Regions from separate parts of the Ovis aries genome. Here region 1 is linked to region 2. The links are chromatin contacts, called in public Hi-C maps. All regions are on one chromosome and are shown on one strand. The core of a region is the stretch at or near the end of the contact, and the rest is flanking DNA. Distances in the headings are between cores, read along the strand shown. Region 1 has its middle 140 kb from the start of COL4A1. Region 2 holds the start of IRS2 (insulin receptor substrate 2).

Evidence for each region. Hi-C and Micro-C count contacts between places; a contact is called where the count stands out from the background.
Region 1: a contact with region 2 is called in a Hi-C map of skin fibroblasts, with 2.7 times the contacts expected there. The contact joins the enhancer-like site here to the promoter of IRS2 in region 2. A contact is called at or near these places in 3 of 16 Hi-C or Micro-C datasets (hypothalamus, skin fibroblasts and tail adipose tissue).

The regions. Positions count from the first base shown.
Region 1 is chr10:84,228,518-84,233,382 of ARS-UI_Ramb_v3.0, reverse strand. No RefSeq gene overlaps it. Among named protein-coding and RNA genes, the nearest start is that of COL4A1, 140 kb to the left of the region's middle. Within about 2 kb of position 3,237, at least 16 of the 54 cell types and tissues checked have an H3K27ac peak or open chromatin away from gene starts, as enhancers often do. A contact at or near this core is called in hypothalamus, where this site is marked.
Region 2 is chr10:84,032,627-84,037,840 of ARS-UI_Ramb_v3.0, reverse strand. It overlaps IRS2 (insulin receptor substrate 2), which reads left to right and starts at 3,619. Exons shown (of 2, transcript XM_027973785.3): 1 at 3,619-5,214. The coding sequence starts at 3,914.

The DNA of each region.
Region 1 (4,865 bases), core at 1,988-4,487, 200 kb before region 2:
GGAGTTGGGTCTGAACGCCAGCTCTATGTTTACTCAGTGTGAGCTTGGGGCCACCTTCCCAGGCCTCAGTATGCTCCCCTGTGAAACGGGCATGTAATTTAATCTGATCTAACCTCAGAGGAAGTGACGTAACACAGACTGCCCAGCCCCTGGCCTGCCACGCCACTTGTGCTCCATGGACGTGGTTCTTACATGACCTCTAGGGAAGGAGCAGGTGCGGACCCCTCTTAGCTACAGAGCACCCCATCTTTACGGAGGTCGCACAGTTGAGGGGGCTCCACACCACACCTGGAACTCACCAGCTGAAGTCCAGACAAATGTGTTAAACCTGTATTTTAAAGAAAATCATTTAATGCATTTTTGAGTAACATATTAGCATGGTTTAAAAATGTATAAAAAGAGCAGCTCTGAGGAACCTCTCCCCTCCTCCGTCTTCCCCCCTAGTGCCCCTCCCCCCATCCCAGGAGAACTCTATCTCTACTCACTCACGCGCTCCGTGTTTCTGAAAACACAGACAAGATAAAAACTATACTTTTATTTCCCCCTTTTTCAAGATGAGCGTTTTCACGGTGTGCACACTTCTGAACGTGGCTTCTTTCGTTAACTGGTTTATTACCGTTGACTCCAGCATGGTGGTCTGCAAGCGCTCCTGCACAGAGAACCTCCCCCGTCTTCCTTAAGCTGCACGCACTGCGGCAAGGATGCATCCCACTCATTTTAAAGTGAAAGTGCCAGTCACTCAGTCGGGTCTGACTGTTTGCGACCCCGTGGGCTGTAGCTGCCAGGCTCCTCTGTCCATGGGATGCTCCAGGCAAGAATCCTGGAGGGGGTTGCCATGGCCTCCTCCAGAGGATGTTTCTGACCCTGCATGGTAGCATGCTTCCTGGAAGCCCCTGCTCATTCTGACTTGTCCCCATCTGTGGACTTAGGGGTTGTTTTCCTAACATTCACTGTCACCAGCGAGCCTGCTGTAAACTACCCTGGCAGGCACGTCTGCAGAGTAACTGCCTAGAAATTGGTTTCTGGTCACAGGGCGTTAGCATTTGAAATTCTGACCAACGTTGTGAATTTTCCCTTCACGTCCAGACTGATGTGCGCACCAGCGAAACTCAAGATGCCACTCAGCCTCCATAACAGCATGGACAAGGAAGCTTTCTAGAAATGTCTAGAGGCAAAAGATGTCTGGTTTCGTTTGTCCTGTTACGAGGTTACAAGCGAGGCTGAGCACTTTCCAATACGTAAGGATCCTTTGATTTTTTTTCCTTTGTCTCGAAACGATGAATCGTGTCATTTGTGTGAAGACAGCGAAACAGCCCTACCAAGAGACCAGCCAGCAGCCGTGGAAATGAAGGGTCCCCCAGCGCGCTTCCGCCGCGAGCCGAGAGCAGCCTGGCTAATCGCGCCTTCTGTTCTCTGTGCTTTCTGACGCTTCGCATCTGGGAACTGGCCGGTGCTGGAGGCACTGCCCTTCCCAGGGCCGGGCGACTCCTAGAGACAGCAAACGCCTTGGTCTGTTTCAGCTGCTTCGGCACAACGTCACAGACAGGGCGGCTTATGAACCACAGAAATCGATTCCTCACAGGTCCGGAGGCTGAAGTCCAAGATCAAGGAGCCGGCAGACGAGCGATGCCTGCTTGGACCCTCCCTGTCCAGTCCTTGTGGCTGGTCAGACCCACACGACATCCCAGACCCTGCAGCCTTAGACTGGAACTTCGAACGGGACACGGAGAGCGCGTGAGTTACTTTATTTGCTCCTATCTAAAGCATTCTGTTTCATCACTGCCATCCGAAGAAGAATTTATATTGAGAAGGGTCTGTTTCTCACTGTATTTTCCATCTGTTTGCAGAGTCCAGACACCTTTACTCCTTCTCTTCCCTCTGTGTGTCTGCGTTTTTAAAAAATATTTATTCGCTGCATCAGGCCTTAGCTGTGGCAGGCGGGGTCTTCATTGCATGTGTGACCCCATGGGCTGCAGCCCGCCGGGCTTCTCTGTCCGTGGGATCCTCCAGGCAAGAATAGTGAGTGGAGTGGGTTGCCATTCCCTTCTCCAGGGGATCTTCCCGACCCAGGGATTGAACCTATGTCCCCTGCATTGGGAGGCAGATTCTTTAGCACTGAGCCACCTGCGAAGCCCATAAATGTGCATAGCACAGCTAAATATATATATATATATATATCCATGGAGCGTGAGGACATATATATTAAAGTGATCTATGATGATCTTTCCTTTATTTATTTCTGCCCTGAGAAATATGGAATCTGACTTCCCTGACCAGAGATCAAACCCATGCCCCTGTGTTGGAAGCACGCAGAGTCTTAACCCCTGGACCGACAGGAAAGTACCGAGTCTTGCTACGCGTTCAGGTCACGGCATCTGGAGGTATAACCCTGAAAACCATTAATGACGTCCTAAAACCTGTCCTATAGCAGACAAGGAAAAAAAAACAGAACAACCTGAACAAACTGTTTTAAACAGAGAAGAATAGTAATGAGCCGTTAAATGACGTCGTAAGCACGCTCTGAGGATGTGGGGAAAAGTATGCTTTCAGAATCCATTATATTTAAAGATGATGCAGTGCAGTCTTCTTGGAATTGAAGAAAAGTAGAAAGTGGACTAGTAACTCCGGAGGTGGGGAACTTGTCTCCCAGGCAGGCCGAGCCCGGGACCCGAGGGCACCCAGACCTGGGGGAAGGCACTTGGTGTGTCTCCTTATTCCCATAAAAGGCTCCAGTAGTTTCCATGTGTATCTGTGGGGCGTGAGGAAGTCACATGGCAGCTTCAGACCAAACAACACAAGAAAGTGTCAGACATTCAGGGGAGCTGCTCGATTCTTGATGACAAGGGCTGTCTCTGCAAGGGCCTGATCTCCAGGGAGGTCAGCGGGGATGCCCACGGGGAAGGAGCCTGGAACGTGGGCCTTGCCGTCTGATGCTGGACCCAACAGGGCCCTCCTGGCCCCTCAGATCCAGCAGGGGCCCGCTTACAGAGGGGCTTCAGAGGGTGGGCGCTCTCGGCTGCCACTGACCCCTGCCTACCCCATGTGTTCTTCCTTGTCTAAGTCCAGAGGCTGAACACCCAGGACCGGAGCCAGCCGACCATCCGCCGGGTCCGACCGAGATGCTCCCAGGAGGCCGTTATTCTCCGAGACGGGCACGAGGGGGCAGCACAGCCCGCGTCAAGCAGCCCCCACTCCTCGCAAACACGCCCTGTCCCAGGAGGGCGGCTCTGCAGAGGCCCGGCCAGGCCCTGCCTGCCCGGACGCTCAGGCCTCCTGCCCTGCCCCCTGCCTTCCAGCGCATGCTCACACATGCACGCGCGCGCGCGCACACACACACACCCTCACACACGCACACACCGTGCACGCACACACATGTAAATACACTGGCTGCTGGGGTCCACGTGCTTGCAACCTCCACACTTTCCTATGTGGAACTCCTCCCCCACACATGCCGGTGTCTGGAGGGGGTTCCAGCTCAGCTACAATCTCTCAGAGACCCTCGGAGGCCTGGCATTGCTCCAGGAGGGGTGAAGGACCCTGAGGGTGGTGGGGGGCGGCCGCCAGGCTTCCTCAGGGGCCAGCTGCCAGTCTCCAGAGGCTGACCCAAGACCCAGGTGCCACGGCAGACCCTTACCTCAGGGCACCCAGCGTTTTATCCTCCCAAAGTGTGGTCAGCAATCCAGCCCAGCCTCTCTGAGCCCTGTGATATAGAGACGGTCCTGAGTCAGGGCGGCCTCTTGGAGACGTCCTGCGGTCCCGAGGATGGAGCCTCATCACCGGGTAAAGTGGGCCCTGTGTGACCCCAGGACTCACACGCAGGACTCGCATCCACCCTCTGCACCTCGGCCCCTGTCCTGGAGTTAAACATGTGGCATCTAAGAGGTGCAGACAAGCTGCACGCTGTGGAGTCTAATCTCATCGTGACCGCAAGCTCGGCCAGCCCTGGGAGAGGGCACCGTCTGAGGTTTCCCAGCCATATTGTGGGGCGAGATTGTCCTAAAAGAAACTGAGTGTCAAGACTGCTGCTGACAGTGGTTGGTGTTTTCCACCTTGGACATCATGAAAAAGATGGGAGGGAACATGCCCAGAAGGTGTGCCACGTGCCTGGGAAGCCGTGTGGCACTGGGGGCACCCTCTGAGCAGGGACAGGTGCGGCAGGGCGCCTTGAGATGCGAGAGCTCCCAGTGGGCTGCAGTGGGCGGTGGGCTGGCCCGCTCTTCCCCAGGGGCCTGTCTGCCCGCTCACCTTGGCAGGGACAGGGTAGGGAAGTCTGAGATGCAAGTCATGGTCCCGGCACATTCAGAAAAGAGAGGACACCAACTCTCTCGGAAGCAAATCGATGGCTTAATTCAGTGGTTCGCAGAGTTCAGGCCCCAGACCAGCAGCAAGAGCAGCCCTGGGGACCTTGTTACAGACACAGACCATAGGGCCCTAGCCCAGACCTTCCAGCCCAGCAACCCTGAAGAGCTGAGAGCGGATATCCATGTGTGACGGGCCTTTCACGTGGGGAAGACGCACAGTCAAGTGTGAGCACCCTGGGTTTACTTTAATAGCAACCTGGAGGTGTGACTGTGTGTTCATACTAAAGGGGTTAAAGATAAAGTTGTCTTTTATCCAGTGACTCCCTTCCTAGGAATGGACTTTCTTTTATGCATTTATTTTTATTTTTAATTAGGGTGTAATTACTTTACCATATTGTGATGGCTTTTGCCACACATCAACATGAGTTGCCTGTCGGAATACACATGTCCCCTTCCTCCTGAACCTCCATCCCGCCTCCCTTCCCTATCCCATCCCTCTAGCTTGTCTCAGAGTGTGGACACACTCCTGCAAGTGTGTGGTGAGGCAGACACAAGTTCTGGACA
Region 2 (5,214 bases), core at 2,370-4,869:
AATTAAAAACAAAACCAAAAAACTCTCATGTTAACTGTTCTCCTGATATACATGCTTCCTTATGTGAAAGAGAAGCGAATTAATGGTCATTATTATTATTACTCCCTGGAGAAGGGAATGGCAACCCACTCCAGTATTCCTGCCTGGAGAATTCTGTGAACAGAGGAGCCTGGTGGGCTACAGTCCATGGGGTCACAAACAGTGGGACACAACTGAGCGACTGACAGACATTATTATTACTGTTATTTGTATTATGAATTATTGTATATTTTTAATATCACACTTTATTGACTACTCTATGAAAGATAATTAAATTATTCCAGAAAGGACTTTTTGGTTTGGTAAAAAAAAAAAAAAAATCACTGTGTAAGATTTTATATTAAAACAACAACAAAACCAACCAAACAGAAAACAATATTCGTTGGAAGACATGGCCATTCTGTCATCCATTCCGGGCCATGGGAAAGCATTTCATCCAGGCTCTAGCTGGCGACAGGCCACGCAAGCAGCACCCAGCCCTGCACAGGGGACAGGTTGGCAGATGTTAGTAGCTGACTCTTGCTGGAGAACAGTTGGAAAAATCACAAGGTGTCAAACAAGCTTTAAATAAATAAATAGCTTATTTGGCAATGGAAAGGGAGAAAGACAACCAGTTCCTTCCTTGAGGAAGACTGGGCTGTTTCTAATTACAGAGTTCCTTTCTGCTGGTTTCACGGGCTGACTTCTTAATGAGAAGGGAAATTGTACTCCCACACTTGCAGCTAGAGGTTCTAGGGCTTCAGAATGACAATCAGTTTGCAGTTTTGCTGCAGCTCTGTGATCCTAGAGTATGAGAACACCACTGATAGAGAAGATAAATTCTTCACCCTGGCTTGTCTGTACCTAACCAGGGACCGACTGACTAGTACACGGGGGGTGTCAGCTGCCAGCACAGAACTTCTGACACCATTAGTGGAACGCTGGTATTGAACACCCACTGGAACAGCTTTAAGGAGGGGGGAAAAAAACAAAACCCAAGATGGTCTTGTTGACATCCAAAGGGCACAGCAACTAAATATTCAATGAGTATTTGAAAACTTATTTTGTTTGAAAAGCCAAAATCAAGCGGAAAAATCCTTTCTTTGAATAAATTATTATGGCATGATGCTAGAAAGAGGTTACCCCACAATCACCCTCTGCTTGCTAGGGTTACTGAACATTTAGGCAGGTCGGTTTACTGGAAATGATCACACAGACAACGAAATTGGGCCACACGGTCTTGAAGCTCCCAGATGAGAAGCCCCATCAACTGTCCTTGCTGGGTGGACAACTTGCTAGGCAACATCGGTTACCATAAAAAGAACAGCAAGATCTAAAAGTAATAGAACACACACAATCATACACACACACAAATATGTCCATACACACCCATGCCCACACAGAAACGCGCAGGCATACACACACACACACACACACACACACACACACTCCACCACTCCTAGAAGTATTATTTTGTAAGGCATGGTTTGTTTAAAATGAAGGATAGACTTTGAACACACCTCTTTGGGGCAAATTCTGATGATTTTTGTGTCATTGATCCGTCTTCTGTTTATGTTATTCATCAGTAACCATAATTTATATAATTTATAATTTATATAGCAACTAACAAAACTACTACGATCTTTCGGTAAGTAGGGATCTCTCGGCCCTTAATATTAACTAGCACAATTTTCAGGTCACTTTCTTACAAACATGTTAAAACAGTTATCAGTCTTTCAAAAATTACAATCTTAAATTATTTTTCTTCAATGTAAGACTTCCATGACATTGGAAACGAAGACTTTTGTAAGGTATAGATGGCATTCAAAGGCAAACTTCCAGGAGTTAAAAAAAATTTTTTTGTTTCAAATCATTTCATGAAGACGCAATTAAAAACAAACCAAAAAACCCGACCAAGGCTTGTGTCTATAGCCTTTTTCGTTTCCGCAGGATTCGTAGCCTGCTCGGATCTGAACTCGGGCACTCCCACCCTCAACAGCAGCCCTCACAGTCATTTAGGAGACGCGTTATATGGTGGGTCCTAATTTGTAATCGACTTTGAAAGTCACAGACGCCACGTAGATGGAAATATCTGAAGCATCCAAGGGGATCTTTCACGCAGCACCCGCTGCGGGCGCGTAGGTCCGGAGACGCCCACTCCCGCGCCTCGGCGCGCGGGGCCGGGGGTCGGCGGGGTGCTGGCCGGCCGCGGGGACCCGGCTCGGCTCGCCGGAGCCCGCCCTCTTCCCGGCACGATGGATACTGCAGTCTTCTCCGCCTGCTCGCCCTCCCCTTTCTCCTGTTACATCTAAACAGACGATTTCAACTTCCCGAGAACATGCAAGTGAATGGCGCTGATGACGCCCCGGAAAGGGCCCACGATCGGGTGCGGGGGAAGGGCAGCCCTGAGCGGCGGGACCCCGGGAGCGCCTGGGGCCCGCGCGGCCCGGGGCTGGGGGCGCCCCCATCCGCGCCCCTTGCCGACCACGGCTCCCCTTCCAGGAAGGGGCTAGAAGCTGCTATCGATCCTGAGCTCACCGGTGACTAATGGGATGCTTGTAAACAAGCCGCGGGCCGGGCACCAAGGGAACCACCCTGGCGCGAACCCGCAGAGGCGGGGGTGGTGGTGGTGGGGACGCGCGCCCACCCCCAGCCCGGGCGCCGGATCCGCGCGCCGAAGTGTGTGCTGCGGGCGGAGGGAATTTCGAGGGGGGCAGCCGAGTTCACTGCCTCCTCCAGGCCCCAGCCAGTGCGGCGGCGGCGAGGCGGTGCGGGGCCCGGGGGTTGGGGGGGTGCCACCGCCCCCTCCCAAGCCCCGAGCCTGGGCTGGCGGTCTTGCCCCTTGATCTCGGTCGGCCCCCGCCCCCTGCAGCGCCCCCTCCCCGGCGGAAGCTCCGAGCCCAATTAATTGAGTCAAAGGCGGGAGGGCCGGGCCCTGCGCGCGGCGGCCGGCGCCCGCCCCTCCCGCGCGCCCCTTTTCCCGCCCTGGGTGGCATCTCCTCCGCGGGCCTCCGCAACGAGCCTCTGATTAATGAGGCCCGGCCGCCCCCGCCCCGCCGCGCCCCGCCCCGCCCCGGCCCGGGCCCCCCGCGGGAGGGGGCGGGGGAGGGGACGGCGGGAAACGCGGCCCCGGGAGAAAGGGGGGCGGGGTGGGGACGCGCGGCCCGCCCTCCCCGCGGCCCGCGCCCATTGGCCGCGCGCGCCGTCCGTCGGGGGGCGCGGCGCCAATGCGGGCGGCGGGGCGGGGCGGCCGCGCCGTGTGTGCCTGCGTAACGGCGAGTCACATGTTGTTTTGCTCTTCTTAGTTCAGTCACTCGGTGCGCGATGTGTTACTCACTGTGCGGCGGGGACCGCGACGAGCCCGGGTCGCCGTTGGCAGCGGCAGTAGCAGCGGCGGCAGCGGCAGCGGCAGCCCCGGCGGCGGCGGCGCGGACCCCGAGTCCCCGGGCACACCCCGGCACCCCGGAGCGCAGCGCGGCGGCGGGACCCATTCGGCCGCGCGCGCCGTAGGCTCGGCCCCGCGGCTCGGGGACCCCGACTCTCGGCCCAGCCAGCGAGTCCCCCAGGCGCCGCCCGAGAGCCCGGGAGGCAGCGGCCGCGGGCAAGCCGGGCCGCGGGGAAGGAGGGGGGGCGGCAGCCACCGCCCGCGCCGGGCACCTTCTGGGGCCCCGGATCGCGGAGGGCGCTGCGCCACCGCACGGGTGCCTGCCCCCGCGGGGCCTCCCGTGCCCAACCTTCCCCACCTCCTGGGCCCGAGGGACGCGGGCTCCGGCGCGCGAGCAGGGGGTGGTGGGGAGCCGCCCGCGCCCCCCTGCACTCCGCCCCCCCCCCGACCCCCAGCCCCGCCCCCGGCCCCTCCAAGCCGGGCCGGGCCGCGCGGCCTGAAGCGCCCGCGATGGCGAGCCCGCCGGAGCACGGGCCCCCCGGGCCGGCGGGCGGGGACGGCCCCAACCTCAACAACAACAACAACAACAACAACCACAGCGTGCGCAAGTGCGGCTACCTGCGCAAGCAGAAGCACGGCCACAAGCGCTTCTTCGTGCTGCGCGGGCCCGGCGCGGGCGGCGACGAGGCGGGCGGGGGCCCGGCGCCGCAGCCGCCGCGGCTCGAGTACTACGAGAGCGAGAAGAAGTGGCGGAGCAAGGCGGGCGCCCCGAAGCGGGTCATCGCGCTCGACTGCTGCCTGAACATCAACAAGCGCGCCGACGCCAAGCACAAGTACCTGATCGCCCTCTACACCAAGGACGAGTACTTCGCCGTGGCAGCCGAGAACGAGCAGGAGCAGGAGGGCTGGTACCGCGCGCTCACCGACCTGGTCAGCGAGGGCCGCGCGGGCGCCGGCGACGCGCCCCCCGCCGCCGCCGCCACCTCCGGGTCCTGCAGCGCCTCCCTGCCCGGCGCCCTGGGCGGCTCGGCGGGCGCCGCCGCGGCCGATGACAGCTACGGGCTGGTGGCGCCCGCCACGGCCGCCTACCGCGAGGTGTGGCAGGTAAACCTGAAGCCCAAGGGCCTGGGCCAGAGCAAGAACCTGACGGGCGTGTACCGCCTGTGCCTGTCGGCGCGCACCATCGGCTTCGTGAAGCTGAACTGCGAGCAGCCGTCGGTGACGCTGCAGCTCATGAGCATCCGCCGCTGCGGCCACTCGGACAGCTTCTTCTTCATCGAGGTGGGCCGCTCGGCCGTGACGGGCCCCGGCGAGCTGTGGATGCAGGCGGACGACTCGGTGGTGGCGCAGAACATCCACGAGACCATCCTGGAGGCCATGAAGGCGCTCAAGGAGCTCTTCGAGTTCCGGCCGCGCAGCAAGAGCCAGTCGTCCGGCTCGTCGGCCACGCACCCCATCAGCGTGCCCGGTGCGCGCCGCCACCACCACTTGGTCAACCTGCCCCCGAGCCAGACGGGGCTGGTGCGCCGCTCGCGCACCGACAGCCTGGCCGCCACCCCGCCCGCCGCCAAGTGCAGCGCGTGCCGGGTGCGCACAGCCAGCGAGGGCGACGGCGGCGCCGCGGCGGGGGCGGCGGCGGGGGCCGGGGCGGCGGCGGGCAGCCCCCTGAGCCCGGGCCCGGTGCGCGCGCCCCTGAGCCGCTCGCACACGCTGAGCGGCGGCCGCGCGGGCAAGGCGGCGCTGGCGCCGGCAGGGGGCGGCCTGCAGCACAGCCGCTCCATGTCCATGCCCGTGGCGCACTCGCCCCCGGC